Regions from separate parts of the Sus scrofa genome. Here region 2 is linked to region 1. A link is a contact called in public HiChIP or PLAC-seq data. All regions are on one chromosome and are shown on one strand. Each heading gives the region's core, a stretch centred on a gene start, on an enhancer-like site or on the middle of the called end of the contact. The rest is flanking DNA. Distances are from core to core; before and after follow the strand shown. Region 1 has its middle 28 kb from the start of BCAT1. Region 2 has its middle 120 kb from the start of BCAT1.

Region 1 (3,507 bases), core at 646-3,145:
TGATGGACATGGGATTTAAGCTGGGCAGGGAGAAAGCATAAGCTGTAAGTGTGAGGATGGAGGACAATGTCACAGAAATTGAATCGGTGGAAGATCCTGGTGGGGTAAAAGAACAGTGAAGTTGGGAAGAAGATGGCAGCATGGAATCCAGAATTGGGAATATGACAGGGCTCTGGCTGCTGGTAATGACAAGGTCAAGGGTAAGGCCGTGGCAGTGAGTGGCTGTGGTAGAATGTTCCAGCAACTGTGTAAACCCAAAGCTTAGGTTCTTTCTCCAAGAGAAAGTCTCATGTGCCTCTAGCAACTGAGCTATTTATATTTTATACATCAGCCTTGGGTGTACTTTCAAAAACAAACCCTCGAGTGGTTCTTGTTTCCATATTATATACTAGAACACCAAATTGAACACATACCAGTATATTTTAAACGAAAGAGGAATTTCATTCCTTCCAAATGTGCAATCCTAAATACTTGAACTAGAGCTCATTTAGTTTGCAAGATAAACATGTTTTTATTTTTTTCTGCCTGGAAGGTAAGAATTAGGGTTGTGTTACATAAATATTCCATCCATTTTTTTGTTTTTATGTCATGCAAAATGCAATCACCTTCTCACCATGACTTTTCCCCCATAAAAGTACTCACAAAGTAACTAGCACACAGAATTGAATAATAAATCACTCTACGTAAAACCTAGGCATTCCCCACATACCCAAAGCAACAGACTCAGCCTGGTGTTGATGGGAAAAAGGAATTTTCTCAGACAAGAATTTCTATTCTTGAAAATCAGCAACCAGGTGTGAAAGTGTGACAGGACTGAATGATCCTGATAAATGTCAGCACCGCAGTAGGACATAAAAGGGAGTTGTCAATTCTCACGCCTTCTTTAAAATTCTCAACCAGGCTTCATTTCCCAGCATTTTGTTGTTATTGTTTAGATTTCAAGTTTATGGGCATAAATAGTCTATAATGTTTATTATTACCATTATATGACTTGTGACATTTATGCATTTGCCTTCTTTCCCTCTTTTATGTCTATTTACAAGATAATTTTTTAAAATTACCACTTTTTATAAAAACAATTTTAAGTATTGTTAATACTCTGTATTGCGTGTTACATTACTTTCTCATTTCACTTTGTTTTCTTACCACTGTCTATATTTATTTTGCCCTCCTTTTACTATTTTTAAAAAATGGATGGAGAGCTCATTAATTTTCTCTTTTGTTGTTCCAACAGAGGCAATTAAATGTTTGATTTTGATAAAACATTTTAGTGGCATCCTTGATTTTTATGTCATATTGCTGTTACATATTCAACAAAGCATTTTGTGGGGTTTTTTTTGTTTGGTTTTTTTTTTTTTTTTGCTTTTTAGGGCCACACCCAAGGCATATGGAGGTTTCCAGGCTAGCGGTTGAATCAGAGCTACAGCTGCCGGCCTACACCACAGCCACAGCAATGTCAGATCTTTATAACGCACTGAGCAAGGCCAGGGATCCAACCTGCAACCTCATGGTTACTAGTCGATTCGTTTCCACTGCACCACAACTGGAACTACAACAAAGCATTTTTATCAGCAACAAGCAAAGCATGCTGGGGATTATTTTTTTTTTTTTTTTTTTTTTTTTTTTTTTTTTTTTTTACCAATCAGATCAGACAGTCCTCTTTGTACAGATGCTGGGGATTTCTTGGTGTCCTCTTCAGGGACAGGACCAGCAGCATGAAGTATAACGAAGGCTCTGCTGAAACACACTTTGCACCGTTTTAAGTGCCAGTTTCGGGTGCATGAAAGTCACTGAGGAAAGGAGGAAAAAGGAAGCAAAACGGGAGTTCCCTGATGGCTCAGTGGGTTAAGAATCTGGCTTTGTCACTGATGTGGCGAGGGTCACTGCTGTGGCGAGGGCTCAATCTGGCCTGGGAACTTCGGCATGCTGTGGGTGTGACCAGAAAAAGAAAAGAGTGTGAATAAAGTTAAGTTGAAGCCATCCAAGAGAGAAAGTGAAAACAGTTTGGGGGGAATGTACAGGATTTCTTAAGACTGTTTAGAACTACTTGCCCAATGAGGGGCCAAAAAACAACAGCCTAGGACTTTCATTTTTTGTGAAAAATCACCACAATGTATTTTATCTTGGGCAAAGGATACATGGATCAATCTGTGGATGAATTTATTTCCTCTGAGTGAGTCAGTTGGGATGGTCAGTTAACTTATTTGAGCAAACAGACATTATCACAAAACAGCACTGATGGTCACATCTATCTTATTACTTGGGCTTTCTGCATTACTTGAAAAATGCTGCCATTCCCAAAACAGGCAGATTTCCAGGAGTTCCCATTGTGGTGCAGCGGAAATGAATCCAACGAGTATCCATGAGGATGCAGGTTCAATCCATGGCCTCACTCAGCACGTTAAGGGTCCGGCATTGTCTTGAGCTGTGGTGTCATTCGCAGATATGGCTCAGATCTGGCATTGCTGTGGCTGTGGTGTAGTCTGGCAGCTGTAGGTCTGATTCAACCCCTAACCTGGGAACTTTCATATGCTGCTGGTTCACCCCTAAAAAGAAAAAGAAAAGAAAAAAAAGACGCAGATTTCCTCCTCGTCTGCTAGTTACTCTTAGTGGGAGAAAGGGGTGGGTAATTTCATGCCTGTGATGTAGGCTTAATAAAGTCAAATTCAGCCTTCGGTGAGCCTTTCCAACTTTCTGTTTCTGTTCATGTACCCCTCCACTCCTGCCTATAATGGCCTTCCAACCAAACTCGCTTCTCTCTTTCCACTATAATTAACCACAAGAGGAGCTGTACAGCATCACAATTAAGAGCCTCGACTCAAGATCTGGATTGCGAGTTTTCCTCTGAACTCTGCCTCTTGAACAGGTGGCTTAACCTCTCCATGGCAGTTTCTTTGTCTGTACCATGGTGGTAACCACAGCAGCAAAGTGAGGATGGAGTGAATTTCTATATGGAAAATACACAGAACACAGCCTAGCACAGTGCAGGTGCTCCACGTGCTAGCTCTATAATCACCCCAAATACATCAGACCCCCAGGAGTTTCTCTCAGCTTCTCCATCTTTATTATCTATTGCTGGGAAGCAAATGACCCTGAGATGTAGAGGCCCAGATCGATAAACAGGTAATTACCTCACAGTTTGTATGGGTTAGGAATCTGGGACTGTTTGGCTTGGTGGTTATACTTCCAAGGTCACTCCCGTGATCATTGGCAGACCTTGAACCCTCACCACAAGGGCTTCCCAGCACGGCTGCCTCACAACTTGGCGAATGGCTCCCCCCGCCCAGTCACTGATTCAAGAGAAAGAGAGAAAATGAAGAATTTACACACACACACCAAGAATATCAAAGTTTTTTATTTACTTATTTATTTATTTTTGTCTTTTGAGGGCTATGCCTGCAGCATATGGAAGTTCTCAGGCTAGGGATGGAATTGGAGCTGTGGCCTAATTTTGGAAGGGATATCTCATCATGTTGCCATATTCTTCTTTTTCTTCTTATGGCCATA
Region 2 (3,412 bases), core at 148-2,647, 150 kb after region 1:
TGAGCCATGTCTGCAAACTATACCGCAGCTCACAGCAATGCCGGATCCTTAACCTGCTGAGCCAGGCCAGGGATCAAACCCAAAGCCCCATGGTTCCTAGTCAGATTCATTTCCACTGTGCCACGATGGGAACTTCTTTTTTTATTTTTTTTAGTAATTCATGGAAATATTTCTTGACTCTTGTTCCGAGTCTTTGCTACAATGACTTCTGCCACATAGAAAATTGGATATCTCTTCATTAAACAATTAGTTTGAAAGAGAATCTTGACATTTTCAAATTCTTTAAAAAGACTTAAAACACCAGCACTAGCAGTCAACCATCTTTGGGAGGCTCTTGAAATTTAAAAAAAAAAATTTTTTTAACTTTGAGATAAATGTAGACTCACGTGCAGCTGTAAGAAATAACTCACAAGAGCCCCATATATCCTTCACCCATTTCCCTCAGTCGTTACCATATGCAAGTAGCCATATGCAGCATATGCAAGTCCCAGGCTAGGGGCTGAATCAGAGCTGTAGTTGCTGGTCTACATCACAGCCATAGCTATCCAAGGTCTAAGCTGCATCTGTGACCTTCAGCTCACAGTTCACAGTATCGCCAGATCCTTAACCCACTGAGCAGGGCCAGGGATCGAACCCACATCTTCATAGATACTAGTCAGGTTCATTACCACTGAGCCACAACAGGAACTCTGACTCCAATTCTTTATTCATTCTCCATCTTTTTCACAAAAGGGCTTGAGGGTTTATATAAGGACAAATATAATACCATTGTTTTACAATTAATTACAAACGGAGAAAACAAGGTTAAAGGCAGATAAAAACAGGTCAACTCTTGAGGCTAATTCAAAGTTTATAAGCTAGTTCTCTTCAGAGTCAACAGATTCTAATTAATTTACAACTGGAAGCATGCCAACTCTTCAATGGAAGACAAAGCCTTTCTTGGTTCCTAAAACAATAACAAGTTTTCATTAGAGACAACTGTACTTATAAGAGATACAGTTTTTATCACCTTCCATGAATCAGAGTGAGTGTGACAAGTGAGGAACAACAGAGCTTACTCATTAGGTAAATAGCTGCCTCCTGCATTAGAACATCTCATGGACCTTCAGGGTCACCCACACTGAGTCAAAACACTCAATGCTGAATTCTCAAACTTCATCAAACTATGTTGTATTATTAAACTCCTATGAGTCAGTCACAGGGAACAAGCAGTGTGGTAATAATTAGAGCTACTCACAAATATTTTGGTTTTCCCCCTTTGGGGTCCCTGTTAAGATTGCAATTTCCTGCTCCCTTGAAGTTAAGGTTGGCCAGTGACTTGCTGCAGCCAATGAAATATGAGGGGAGGTGACAGGTTTCACTTCCGTGTGGAAAAATTTCATTGGTGGTGCTGAGTGCACACTTCCTTTCCCTGCTTCAGTGATGATGGGGTCATGAGTTAGCACAAAGCCTCTGTCACCCTGGGCCCTGAGAGACTAAATGAAGAAGATTCTTCTGCTGACCCCTGTTGGACAATGTATTTCACGACTGAGAAATAAACCCATATGGAGTCATTACAATTTAAGGGTGGTTCATTATCATAAGTTAACTTGATAATCATCTTTGTCTGTCTGCCTGTCTTTCTTTCTTTCTTTCGTTCTTTCTTTCTCTCTCTCTTTCTATCTTTTTAGGGCCATACTCACAGCATATTAAGGTTCCCAGTCTAGGAGTCCAATTAGTACTGCAGCCACTGGCCTACACCACAGCCACAGCAACACCAGATCCAAGCCATGTCTGCGACTTATGCCACGGCTCACAGAAACACCAGATATCCAACCCACTGAGTGAGGCCAGGGATTGAACCCACATCCCTATGGATACTAGTTGGGTTTGCTAACCATAGGAACTCCTCATTTTCGTTGTTATAAGAAAAAGAAATCCCTTAAAATGTATTTATTTGACTATTCTATGAAATCAGCTTCCTTTTCTTGAGGCTAGGTATGCCCTTCTCCTCCTATTGATGGAATGTGAGAAAGGCTGGGTTGCAGTGTAGATGGATCTCACCACCAACTTAGCCAAAGGTATGATTTGCTCCTCATTTGCCTGAAAATATCTGCCCAAGACACTCCACATGAAAATGACTCTAGCAACATTTTGAAACTTTGGGAACATCTCATGACTAGTTCCACAAGACCTGGTTAATGAGTTAAAGGAGAAGAGCTGATCATTAAAAGCCAAACCTAGAGGGTCAAGTGACAAAGTCAGAATGGAAGAAGTTGGCTGTGTTCGCTTTTGACACCTCTGACATCTGCCATTGATGCGGACAGCTTCCTGCCCTTCATCCTTACCGGGAGTGCTCACTCTTTGGTGACGAAAGGAAGGGGGAAGGTACTCACACAAAGCATTTTTAACTATCTGTTAATTGGACAAAATGGCAATTAAAGTGCCTAAGGTCCATATGCATATTCATAGATTGTCTTCAAAGGGTGCAATTACCAAAGCAAAATGAAAAAGATTACAAGTTAATATTGGATTTTGATTCAGGGCGGAGGAGGGTAAGGCATGTTCAGATAATCTTCCTCCAAGTAGCTGCTAAGATTAATTTATCTCTCCAGTTTTACACAATAACATGTAGAGGTACAATTTGCCTGGGAGCATAGCACGTTTGTCAAAGGGATAAATTCCACAGTGGTAGTCCCTGGCAATTTTCCTGATGGATCTAAGTGTGCAGTACTCTGGAGGTACAGGACGGATTTCCTAATCTAAAAGTTTAGATGATATTTTTCCATGATACCCATGTCTATTATTATTTCCATCAGAAATAAGTATTTCTGCTTGTGGTAAAGATGAAATGAGAGTGTCCATTGTGGCGCAGCGGGTTAAAAACCTGACTAGTACCCATAATGATGTGGGTTCGATCCCTGGCCTCACTCAGTCGGTTAAGGATCCAGCATTGCGGTGAGCTGCGGTGTAGGTCACAGAGGTGGCTTGGATCCCAAATTGCTGTGGCTCTGGTATAGGCCAGCAGCTGCAGCTCTGATTGGACCCCTAGCCTGGGAACTTCCATATGCTGCGGGTGAGGCCATAAAAAGACCAAAAAAAAAAAAAAAAAAAAAAAAAGTGAAATAAAATATTCCCTTTGTGAATTTCCACAAAATCCTAAAAACAATAATTTTGAATGCAGTAGCAACATTTTCTTTCAGAGCTGCCAAAAAAGAGTATGGAAAAGAGATTTGAAGAGACCATGTTGAAGTCCTCTCTCGGCCTTGAAGAATATTTTGACAGTTAAGATTTACTGTTCAAGTGACAATGCAGTCAACATAAGTTCAAATTCCAGAGGGCCCAGGAATGGATGGGAATTACAGACACTTTCCATTGACTGCCCTCATTCTGCTCAGCCGCTGAGGTTGGTGCAGGGGAAGATGTGGAAGGG

Evidence for each region. HiChIP or PLAC-seq counts read pairs in DNA pulled down with a chosen protein or histone mark.
Region 2: an H3K27ac HiChIP or PLAC-seq map of alveolar macrophages shows a contact between it and region 1. The contact joins two enhancer-like sites. A contact is called at or near these places in 1 of 47 Hi-C or Micro-C datasets (embryonic fibroblasts) and 1 of 2 datasets of contacts at active chromatin or transcription factors (alveolar macrophages).

What each region holds. Positions count from the first base shown.
Region 1 is chr5:48,784,611-48,788,117 of Sscrofa11.1, forward strand. No RefSeq gene overlaps it. Among named protein-coding and RNA genes, the nearest start is that of BCAT1, 28 kb to the right of the region's middle. Within about 2 kb of position 1,896, at least 2 of the 83 cell types and tissues checked have an H3K27ac peak or open chromatin away from gene starts, as enhancers often do. A contact at or near this core is called in alveolar macrophages, where this site is marked.
Region 2 is chr5:48,937,079-48,940,490 of Sscrofa11.1, forward strand. No RefSeq gene overlaps it. Among named protein-coding and RNA genes, the nearest start is that of BCAT1, 120 kb to the left of the region's middle. Within about 2 kb of position 1,398, at least 7 of the 83 cell types and tissues checked have an H3K27ac peak or open chromatin away from gene starts, as enhancers often do. A contact at or near this core is called in alveolar macrophages, where this site is marked.